Regions from separate parts of the Mus musculus genome. Here region 1 is linked to region 2. The links are chromatin contacts, called in public HiChIP or PLAC-seq maps. All regions are on one chromosome and are shown on one strand. Each heading gives the region's core, a stretch centred on a gene start, on an enhancer-like site or on the middle of the called end of the contact. The rest is flanking DNA. Distances are from core to core; before and after follow the strand shown. Region 1 has its middle 19 kb from the start of Gm24793. Region 2 overlaps Glg1 (golgi apparatus protein 1).

The links. HiChIP or PLAC-seq counts read pairs in DNA pulled down with a chosen protein or histone mark.
Region 1: a contact with region 2 is called in an HNF4G HiChIP or PLAC-seq map of pancreatic cancer cells. The contact joins two enhancer-like sites. A contact is called at or near these places in 3 of 39 promoter capture datasets (hippocampal neurons, liver and pre-B cells), 3 of 484 Hi-C or Micro-C datasets (cerebellum, cerebral cortex and palatal mesenchyme) and 1 of 115 datasets of contacts at active chromatin or transcription factors (pancreatic cancer cells).

Annotation. Positions count from the first base shown.
Region 1 is chr8:111,435,293-111,441,156 of GRCm38.p6, forward strand. No RefSeq gene overlaps it. Among named protein-coding and RNA genes, the nearest start is that of Gm24793, 19 kb to the left of the region's middle. Within about 2 kb of position 4,104, at least 12 of the 459 cell types and tissues checked have an H3K27ac peak or open chromatin away from gene starts, as enhancers often do. A contact at or near this core is called in pancreatic cancer cells, where this site is marked.
Region 2 is chr8:111,181,003-111,187,119 of GRCm38.p6, forward strand. It overlaps Glg1 (golgi apparatus protein 1), which reads right to left. Exons shown (of 26, transcript NM_009149.3): 9 at 1,529-1,650; 10 at 1-34. Among named protein-coding and RNA genes, the nearest start is that of 9430091E24Rik, 39 kb to the left of the region's middle. Within about 2 kb of position 4,524, at least 100 of the 459 cell types and tissues checked have an H3K27ac peak or open chromatin away from gene starts, as enhancers often do. A contact at or near this core is called in pancreatic cancer cells, where this site is marked.

The DNA.
Region 1 (5,864 bases), core at 2,854-5,353, 250 kb after region 2:
TAAGGTGACTGAATCATCTAAATCATGGGGCTCTGGACTCATGGATGGATTAACTCATCAAAGGGATTATAATTTAATGACATCCTTGGGAAATGGTAGAAACTATGGGACTGAACACTCTGAAAGCATAAATCAAGCTAAACCATTTCTCTTTGAAACCATCTATCCAGTGATTTGTCCTAGAGACAGAAAACTAACACAAATTTTAAACCGAGTGCCCTTCTGAGTAGCCCCAGTCTCATGCCGTCCTGTTCCATCTTGCTTGGAACATGAATCATGCCTTGGTCCAGTGTACCCACTGTGAATACCCACTATCTGTTACTCACTCAGGAAGTGTCTCAGGTTTCAGACATCTGTCAAGGCGTAACCCTCATTGTATTTCCTGTCCCCAAAGCACAAGCGAAACGGTGCTGATCATTTGAACGTGCTGAAGAGAAGACATTAAAATGCTTTACGTGAAGGGGATAACTTCTCTTATTTGCATGTGTGTGCTTGTGCGCGGGTGGATATAAGCTCGTGGAGGCCAGAGGAGGATGCTGCCGCCCTCTCCAGACATTCTCCATTAATTCTTTTGAGATGGGGCTCTCTCCTTGAACCTGGGGCTGGAGTCTGAATTTCAATTGAGCTGGAAACCAGCAATCCCCTGTGATCCTCTTGTCTCCCGCCCCCTCAGAACTGGGGTTACAGGAACTTACAGGGATGTAGGATCTGAATTCCAATCCACACAACTGTGAACTAGGATTCCTAACAGCTAATCCATCTGTCCAACACTATATGTTCTTGACAACATGGAAAGAAAAGAATACATTTGTTTACATATATTGAAGGTGATAGACTCAATGTAAAAATGAATCCTTTATTTATGAAGTCATGAAGGTACAGAAATTCATGCCAGTCTCTTTAATTCTTTCAGAAACAAGGGCTTGCTGTGTAACCTTGTGTCGCGCCCGCTCTCGACCAGCAAGAATGACGCGACCACCAGTCCTTCTAACAGCAGTTTATTCAGTCCTGATTCTTCTTGTTTATATCTCCCCCGAACCCTGGGCCTCTCACTCCTTTTATACTCTCTCTCATCCACATACTGCAGGCCACGCCCCCTTGCCAGTCACAAGGCTTCAGCTAATCAGGGCAGCAGGGGCAAATCTCCACCAAATTGGATTCACCTGTATCCTGGTACACCTGCGCAGCACTCAAGATGTTTGTGTCTTATATGAGGAAGTCAGGTGCAAGTCATATGACTTAGCTGCAGTCCCTGGCGCCTTTGGGACTGCCGCCACACCAGCTCCCCACAACCTTGGGTGACTTTGAACTCACATTGGCCCTCTTGCCTCAGCCTCTCAAGTGCTAACATCACAGACAAGCAGCGCCACGCCTGACCTTGTGCCAGCTTTCTTCAGCACCTCAGGATTTACCCAGCTAGCCCAAAGTGGCACTCCCTTGCCAACCATGCTTGGCCTGCATTCAGAATTAGCACCTACATTTGCTCTTTTCTCTTGGTGACTCCTTGGTACGGTCCTGACCTCTGGTCCCCTGTAACTCCCTAAAACAACAAAGACACAAGGTCATTGTGGGTGGCATACTTTTTAAAACATTGACAGGAAAGGGTAAAAATAGGGGAAGGTAGCAGGGAACACTTCAGATTTAATGGAGATGACTGCCTTTCTCCGTCTCCTTCAAATCCATGGCCCTTTCCACACTGACTGATATTGCTTGCATGTATGGATATGCATATACATATTTATTCTTAAATAGAGCCTGCTCCATCCATATTATATTTACATTTCTTTTTATTACTTCTTTCTATAGATTCCCCATGAACAAGAAAGTTCTTCTCATCTTATTAGTCGGGGGGAATGGAGCTTTCGTTTGTTTTGTGTTTTCTGCCTTCTGAGGACATAGCAGCTCCTGAGCATGACACAGGCTGGCTCTCTCCTTCCCTAGACACACATCGTGAGCAAGGCTCCTATTGTGTATTACTTTCCCTGCTGCCAACTGAGAGCAGGATCCTCATAACTTGGCTCTACTACTAGTGGTTTTCACTGTAGAAATATAGAATTAACCAAGTCACTGCTAGTCATTGAAAGCCAAGATTTTCCTCATGTGTCTAAATCTACTTTGAACTGGATATACAGCCGAGGATGACCTTAACTGATCCTCCTGCCTCTGCTTCCGGAGTGCTGGGATTATAGACATGTACCACCGCACCTGGGTTCAGCTACCGCAGCTTTTGTTGTTTTGAAACAAATCTCCTCTGTGTAGCCCTGGCTGTCTTGGAACTCTCGATGTCAACCAGGCTGATCACAGAGATCTGCCTGCTCTGCCTCCCTAGTGTGCCACCACACCCGACTTTCCTGAACCAGCCTTACAAGAGTGCTTTCTGGTGAGTCTGTGCAGAAATGGCCCCTCAGTCTTGCTGTTAAATCATGCTGTGTCATGATGTGACAGAGCGAGAGAAATCAGTCCAAAGGACAGCAAAAACTGCTCCAATCTCAGTTTTGAGAGAATTGCATTACATTAGTTTTTTGTTGTTGTTGTTGTTTTGTTTGTTTTTTTCTGCGTAGGGACCGAGGGGCATGTGTGGAGGTCAGAGGGTAACTTGGACGGGTTGGTTCTCTTCTTCCACTGTGTGGGTCCTGAAGTTTGTCTTGAATCCAGGTAAGCTGCTATCCCACCTCACTGGCCCCAGTCATCCACTATCTCTCTCTCTCCCTCCCTCCCTCCTCCCCTCCTTTTTCTTTCTTTCTTTCTCTTTCTTTCTTTCTTTCTTTCTTTCTTTCTTTCTTTCTTTCTTTCTTTCTTTCTTTCTTTTTCTCTCTTTCTCTCTTTCTCTTTCTTTGTTTATATTTTTGACCCAGGCCTCACCACGGTAGGCCTGTCTGGCTCTGAACTCGAAGTGATTCCTGTGCCTCTGCCCACCAAGTGCTAAGATGACCAGCGTGTGTTAGCATCACTACCCTTATTTTCATCTTCCAGTCCACTCAGGATTCTCCCACCACTTCCTGTCATCTTCGTCGTCTTCTGTGAGCTTGGTGGATGCCCCTAAGCCAATCACCCCGTGACTAAGCTTGAGATAAGATTTGGCCACACTCTGTTTTCTTACTAAACAACCATATTTAAATTGTGTTTCTTGGGCTGGAGAGATGGCTCAGTGGTTAAGAGCACTGACTGCTCTTCCAGAGGTTCTGAGTTCTATTCCTAGCAACCACATGGTGCCTCACAACCATCTGTAATGGGATCTGATGCCCTCTTCTGGTGTATCTGAAGAGAGCAATGCTGTACTCATATACATAAGGAAGCAGGAATAGGTGGGTTGGGGAGCAGGGGGGTTATAGGGGACTTTCGGACAGGAAAATAGGAAATGGGATAGCATTTGAAATGTAAATGAAGAAAATATCTAATAATAAATAAATAAATCGTTAAACTGTGTTTCTCACTTAATTAAATTATGTCACTGACGTAAGGGGCCAATCCCCAGAACCCTCACAGTGGAAGGTAGGAACCAACTCCCAAAGGTTGTCTCCCAACTCACGTGCCATGGTAGCAGCTCTTCCCCACCTAAAGTTTTAGAAATGTAAAATGCAGCTAAAAATGCTAAGTGGTTTAATTTAAACGATAACGGGAGAAGTCGTTCATACCTAACGAAAGGTAGGATTTCCCTTGGCTTTTCTCTGTTGGAAGGGGCCTATATTTCTTCAGTCACTGAATGGACTGGACAAACAGAGAACATCTCACACTTTACTGGATAGGATGAAGACCCAACAAAAAGCCCTGGTCTGTGGTCTTGAGAGAGAGACAAAAGAAAAGGAAGCCTGTGAGCTGAGGCTGCCAGGCATCCACCTCTCTGCCTCCTGACTACAGACACAGTGAGACCAGCAGCCTGAAGTTTCTAGAACCATGACTCCCCACCATGAGGGACTGGACCCTCCAACGGGGAGCCGAAGCAAACCTTCCCTCTTCTGACTATGTTGATCCTGGAAAGAGGACGGTGACTGGAGCACGGACCTTTCGGTTTACAACTGGAGAAGCAGGTTTTGGCCTGTTTGGATAACTCTGGGCTTTTTCTCCTGCTTTCAGATGGAAACGCTCAGATTTGTAGGTGCTCTGCTGCCACCTGCTGTTAAATTTCAGCTTGGAAGCCATGAGAGACAGCTCCGTGGCTAAGAGCCCTTGTTACTCTAGTGGAGGAACTACCTGGGTTCCATTCCCAGTCCCCTCGTGGTGGCTCACGACTGTCTATAGTTCTAGTTCCAAGAGACCCAACACCCTCTTCTGGACTCCAGAGGTGCCAGGCATGTGGCGCAGGTACATGCATGCAGGCAAAAACACTCATGCGCATGAATGTTCAGAAGCCCTGGATCTGGAAGCCGTATGTTGTTACCTGTTTCCAGGATCTCTAACTCCAACCAGCATTTAAACCAGGGATGGCGGCTTATCCTGTAATCCCAGCCAAAAGAACATTAGCTGTTGAGATATTTTCCCTATAAGAAAGAAATCGGTTTATTATGCTGGACACCTAAATATCTTCTTACATTTTCTTCTGTTTCTGATCTCCGTATATTAAGTCTGGGAGGTATACAGATAGATAGCCTTGGGTTCTATCAGTGATTCTCTCTAAATTAAGAAAATACCATTGGCCTGGCCCTGGGGCCTTTAAACCAACGCTCACTCATGGTGGGAGTTCAAAGGGCACTCATAGCTCACACCAGTTCTTACCTCCAAAGAAGAAAAAAACCCAAATAACAACAAAATATAAACAGACAGACAGACAGACAAATAAAAGCTGTTCTGGATAACAAGTCAAAGCAGACAGACAAAAAAAAAGACTCCAAGGGAAGACCTGTTGTTTACACATCACTGTTTCTCTGTGCTTCATATCCAGTCTTAGCTTAACACAGCAAAGCAGAGGGCAGGAACTGGAGGCTGACGGCGATTTATGCTGCTATAGGAGTAAAATTTTTACGAAGGAATAAAAAGCTGCATTTTCCCTCTGCGGTCTGGTGCATGCTGAAGCGTGATGCTCGGTGTCTTCCTCTATTGCTCTCCATTTTGTTACCTTAGGACAGAAATTGTCTCTGAACCAAGAGTGCAAATTTGTCAGGTTTAGCCGTGATCTCCTTAACTCACTGAGTCATGTTGCTGGCTTTTTTTTCCCATTTTTATTAGGTATTTAGCTCATTTACATTTCCAATGCTATACCAAAAGTCCCCCATACCCACCCACCCCCATTGGGAGCATCCTCCATTAGCTGACTGTGAGCATCCACTTCTGTGTTTGCTAGGCCCCGGCATAGTCTCACAAGAGACAGCTACATCTGGGTCCTTTCGATAAAATCTTGCTAGTGTATGCAATGGTGTCAGCGTTTGGATGCTGATTATGGGGTGGATCCCTGGATATGGCAGTCTCTACATGGACCATCCTTTCATCTCAGCTCCAAACTTTGTCTCTGTAACTCCTTCCCAGGGTGTTTTGTTCCCACTTCTAAGGAGGGGCATAGTGTCCACATTTCAGTCTTCATTTTTCTTGAGTTTCATGTGTTTAGGAAATTGTATCTTATATCTTGGGTATCCTAGGTTTTGGGCTAATATCCACTTATCAGTGAGTACATATTGTGTGAGTTCCTTTGTGAATGTGTTACCTCACTCAGGATGATGCCCTCCAGGTCCATCCATTTGGCTAGGAATTTCATAAATTCATTCTTTTTAATAGCTGAGTAGTACTCCATTGTGTAGATGTACCACATTTTCTGTATCCATTCCTCTGTTGAGGGGCATCTGGGTTCTTTCCAGCTTCTGGCTATTATAAATAAGGCTGCTATGAACATAGTGGAGCATGTGTCCTTCTTACCAGTTGGGGCATCTTCTGGA
Region 2 (6,117 bases), core at 3,274-5,773:
TGTGTATAAATGCTCCATCAGACATGAGAGAATCCTGGTCATTAAAGAGGTAGATTGTAATGAAGAAGTGTTTTGACGACAGGCTTCTAAAATCATTTCAATACGCATTCCCCAGGGTGACATGATTGAGAATCACACAAATTAACTGATCTTGTCAGTAATTATTTCTTCTACCAGTTTAAAGCCATTTTGGACTTCAAACTCTGCATATGTAAGACCTATGTAGCAGCTTTATTTTTATTTAGTATGAAAACATTCCAACATATGCAAGAGTAGAGAATAGTGTACAGGCCACTTCTGTTCTCCAGAGCTTTGGTGATCCTGCAACTAAATGTGTTTTAACTCAGTGTCTTCTGCTGATATTTGAAGCATAGCTCAGTAAATACTTCAGTCTATTTCTCTAAAATTTGAGATCACTGTCATATCAATAACAACAATAAAAAGGTAAACACATCATATAAAATAAACACCTAGGGCAGGCAGTGGTGACACAGGCCTTTAATCCTAGCACTTAGAAAACATGCAGGAGGATCTCCATCAAGTTCGAGGCCAGCCTGGTCTATAGTTCGAGTGGCAGGACAGCCAGGGCTATACAGAGAAACTGTCTCAAAAAACAAACAAAGCAAGCAAGAAAGCAAGCAAACATAACCTTGTTGCCCCACATCTTAAATATTTTCAACTATCTCATGTCTTTTAAAATATTTGTTCAAATCAAAACCCAGCAAAGCGCCACATATCATATTTAATTAAAGATGCTGGGGATGGAGAGATGTGTTAGTGTTTAAGAGCACAGATTGTTCATCAACAGGATTCAACTCAATTCCCAGCACCCCCATAACTGTTCTGGTTACAGGAAATCTGACACCATTTTCTGACTACTGTGTGTTACCAGGCAAGCAAGTAGTACATAGACATGCATGCAGGGAAAACACCCATAAATGTAAAATGAATCTCCTTCCCTTCCCCTGTCCCTCTTCTGGTTGCCATGGCTACTATACTATAAACATTCTATCTATGCTCATCTACATCTATACATCATCTAAACACAAAAACTGTAAGATGCTAGGTGTAGTGCACACCTTTTATCTCAGCACTTGGGAGGCAGAGGCAGGCAGGTCTCTGAGTTTGAGTTACAGGACAGCCAGGGTTCACAGAGAAACCAAGTCTCGGAAAACAAACAAACAAACAAACAAACAAACAAGCAAGCATGAGACAGTCACAGTGCCAAGTGTTTCACTTTATCCTGATGCCCTGAGAGTCTCTGAATTACAGGAAGTTACTCAATGACTAATAGGTCCTATATGCCCAGTCACTGTCAACAACTGCCATCATAGTTCTGGGTCTGAGTGTCTCTATATCATGGGTAAGGCAGATCAGAAGTCTCAGTCTCAATATTAGTTTTAGCAAAAGTTTGGTGTGTGTCCATGTTCAACAAAATGTTAGTCAAGATATTACACTACTCAAAAGCCACTCGAGGGGAATGTTCTCTGTGTTGGCAAATAAAACACAATATGGAGAGTGAACCTACATTGGGTCTCCGGATCGTATGTGTTTGCAGGCTGTCTGTATTACAGACTCACAAGCTTCATTCAAAGCTCGATCAATGCGGTAGTCTGCACCAGGGTCAGTCTCCTGAATCAGTGTCTGAAGCTGGATTGAGGGAAAAAAAGGTAGTTTAGGCACAGAGAAGAGCAATGTCACCCAGCAGATGCTCAGTCCAACCATCATAACACAACCCAAACAAACATCTACAGATGTTACTAGCTATGTTGGAAAACACTGTTGTAACATTTTCCAATTTTTTTCTCCATTTTCCACTTGCCCTGGGTTTTCTGTTGAAGTCATTGTGGAACTTGAAGATTTACTTGGTCATCTGCAAAACAAGTCTGAAAAACATGGCTATGCAAGTTCACTCCAAAGGAAGCCAGAGTTGAAACAAGTAAAAGAAAAGACATCTCAATTAGAGAACAATTTGATCCTAAAAAGGCTGTAAATGTTGCTGCAATGACATCGGTGTCATAACAAGCATACTATGTTTTATTAAGGTAGATGTGAGAGATTTCAATTAACTCATAGCTGGAATTAGAAAACAAGACTGTGCTGGACAGTGGTAGCTCACAACTTAAATCCCAGCACTCTGGAGGCAGCAGCAGGAAGATTTCTGAGTTCAAAGGCCAACCTGATCTACAGAGGAGTTCCAGCCAGGGCGGGTACACCGAGAAATCCTATCCTAAAAAGCAGACTGACAGACTCAAGAACAAAAACGAGAAAAGAAAAGAATGCTTACAAGTTATTACCTTTTACCTACTATATTTATACCACAAGCATTAGCACAGAATGCTTGCTGTAAAATACCTAAGAATAAAAGTGCACTCTTCCCATCTACTTGCACTTGGCCCATCCCTTACTGGAGATAAAGGCAGGAAACAGGGGCCTCAGAGTGGAGGACTGAAGAGACTATGGATCAGAAGACCAAGTGCAAGTCCTGGTCTGTTCTGTGCTACCTGAGCTGTGAGAGTTGGACAGTCTCATGTGCCACTGAGTTTTTTACTCCCTCCCTCTTTTTTATTTTTATTTTTATTTTATGTGTACAAGTGTTTTGCCCACATGTATGTCTGTCTAACCTGTGCACATACAGTGCCTGTGGAGGCCAGCAGAAGGCATCAGGTTCCTTGGGACTGGAGCTACAGATGTTTTTAGTTATATGAGAATGCTGGGAACTCAACTCAGACTCTCTGGTAGAGCCACCAGTACGAATTTTAACCCCAGAACCATCTCTCCAGCTCCAAATTTTAGTTCTTTCAATTACAGATTTTAAGAAATGGCCAAGTGTGGTGATGTATGTCTTTAATCACAGCACTCAGGACGTAGAGACAGGTGAGTTCAAGGCCAGCCTGGTTTAGAGTTCCAAGACAGCTACACAGTGATATTGTATCCGAGAACGGATAGACAGACAGATGTTGATACCACATGAAACAAAGTAAGGTCAACTGCAAAGCATTTTATAGATAGAAGATCACTATTACCACAGATGGGTAGCAGATGGGGCTGTGGAGTGGGAATCTTAAATAGAGAAAGAAAAATAGAAATTACAACCCTTACTGTTTTAATTTCTTTTCTTTTTTTTTTCTCCATCCTTAAGAATTAGATACTTCAGCACGGGAGGTGGGGGCATGGGTGGGGGGGAAGAGGAGGGGAATGTGCCTTTAATCCCAGCACTCAGGAGGCAAGGCTGTTGAATCACTGAGTTCCAGGTTAGCCTGGTCTACAGAGTGAGTTTTGGGACAGCCTGAGCCACACAGAGAAACCCCGTTTTAACAAATAAACAAACAAACAAACACGTTTAGACATGCTCTGTGTCACTGGTTTACCCTTTCTTGGAGCCTTTTCTGATCTGTACACATCTGACCTGGGATCCCACAATGGTTCATAACAAAGCTCTGGCCCCTTTACATACATACAGATTTTAGATAAAATAAAGATCCCAATTCTATTATCCTAGAAAAAAATCATTAAGAGAGAAATATAGGGAAAATGTCAATATTCTGGGATAGAAAGTATTTCTATAAATTATTGTTGGTAATTTGGAAAAGCTAAAGAATATTATAGCTTGCTGGTAGAAAAATAACTTTGTGAGCAAATTTTGACACCGGATGACCAAGATCAAGATAGTAATATCTTTTTTCTAGTATCCCATGGCATCTAGTAGGCTAATAATTCAAGGAATTATTGCCATTCTAGAATTCAGTGTAGGGAGTGAGGAAAATATGCAATTGGAATACAAACTGAGCCAGGTGCAATGATGAAGGAACCCCTTTAATCTGAGGCTTTGGGAGGTAGAGGCAATTGGATCTCGGTGAATTCGAGGTTAGCTTGATCTACATAGCAAGTTCTAGGATAGTCAGGGCTACATAAAGAGACCCTATCTCAAAACAAAAACAAAAACAAAAACAAAAAAAAAAAAAAAAGGAAAAATAGACTATAAACTGATGTTATGATTGTATATACATTCTGGCCCCTGATATTAACAAAAAAACCCCGAGCAAAGCTCCGGAGAGACTTGGTCTGGAGAATGCATTATGCAGCCATCCTTGATGTGAGAAGCATAGGCTAGTCATAGCCCTGTCGTAACTGTGGTAAATCTGGAGGAGTGGACACTCATTAGGATAATAATTATCCACATACTTTACAGTTCAGCACTTGCTGATAACCATTACCAGTTCATTAAATTAATCTAGAGACAGATGTTGAAGTCTGTTGTGTCAAGGAATAAAACTTTCAAAGTAAAAAGAAACCCACCCAAATTGCTCAAAGATATTCTTCAGTTTGACTAAGGCTAGATAATATAGAAGACAAAGGACGACTCTATCCTTCTGGAAAAATTGCCTTTAGTTTTTGTGAGAAAAGGCTTTTAAAAAATAGAATCCATACAATAAAAATGAAGTGCTTCCTTCCTAAGCAGTCTTAATGCAGTCAAAACCACACAGTTCACTATTTGTGCTTGCCCTCTGGGTTTGGAAAGCACTTTCTTCTTCTGGGCACAAAGGGTGGTGTAGGCGGAACTTATTTATCTTTGAAGCTGAGTCACTAGTTCTTTTAACGAAGCTAACTTTCCAAAAACCTCATAGTGAACTATGTGCCTCAAAACAGAGTTGAGTCCAGTCTATTTTTTTCCTGAACATTTTTACAATAGGTGTAAGCTTACTATAGATAGATTCCTTTTTTCCTATCCTCCTTCCACAACCTTACTAGATGGAATTAAGGATGAAAAGCAAACACAGCAGAGGCCGTCTCCTGATTCATCCTGGACTGCAGCCAGGCATATTCACTGGCACAAAGGGCACCCGGGGCAACTGCCAACAAACAGGACTGCAGAGGAGCACAGCACACTCATCCTCACAGTCTCACTGCAGCCTCCAGAGCAGCCCTCCAGCTGATTCTGCTGTTTGAGAGAAGAGGCTGCACTGGTCTTCCCATCCCAGCACCGACATGCACAATGTAACTGCTGTTAGTATCTACTTTGGGTCATGGTTAACAAAACCTGACTCCATATCTAAAGCTCATGTAAACTTGTATTTCAGACTATAAAATTGTTATAGACTGTACAAAAAAAAATTTTTTAAAGATTTATTTCTTTATTTATTAAGTACACTGCAGCTGTCTTCAGAAACCCCAGAAGAGGGCGTCAGATCTCATTAGGGATGGTTGTGAGCCACCATGTGGTTGCTGGGATTTGAACTCAGGACCTTTGGAAGAGCAGTCAGTGCTCTTAACCGCTGAGCCATCTCTCCAGCCCAACTGTACAAATTTGATTTTACATGATTAACTAGAAAATAAAATTTGCTCTTAAGCTCTTGCTCTCTCCTTGTCTCTTACCTCTTGCTCTCCTTCTCCCCTTTCCTTCCCCCCTCCACGTGGCTGCCTTTCTACAATAAATGCCTTCAAACCATTTTAAAAAAAAGGAGAGAGAAGAAGAAAAGAAAATTCAAGTAGTATTTAGTGTTTAATAAAAATAGCCAAAACAAAGTAACAAATGAATTGTGGTTTCCTAAAGCGTGACTTAGGTTATAAAACTAAAGTATCTTTCCTGCTTTAAAAGGGAAAGTCATTGCAGAGAGTGCTATGTTGTAGAGGCTTGCACCTGGTATGCTAAACTGCAGGAGATTTAACCCATACAAATAACAAACATGGTCAAAGGCAGGAGACGATGTTCTGCATGCACTGTGCTGACTCTGTACTGTGATCTGCAGGACTGCGCTGCTCATAAACACAGGATCAAGAGTCACTTCATTTTCTCCCAGAAAAAGCAAGTCCTTTTTCTGATGTAGGGGACTGACCTCATGGTTGCATTCATGTTATATAGCAATACGAAAGCTAAGTGTTTGTGGAAAAGACTATCTTTATATTCTTGTTTGTAAAGTTTGGAGCTGGTGAAAGACAGATCTTTCTGCTTATAGTTTCCCTGATTTAATCAATAAAGACACTTGATTCTGAGGATGATCCTTCAGACTTGTGGCATATCGTAAAAAAGTAAACTGGCAGAAATTTTCCATTCATGTCAACTCTCAATTTCAACTCAATCAAACTTGTTAAGACAGGCAAGTTCTCTTCTCCTAA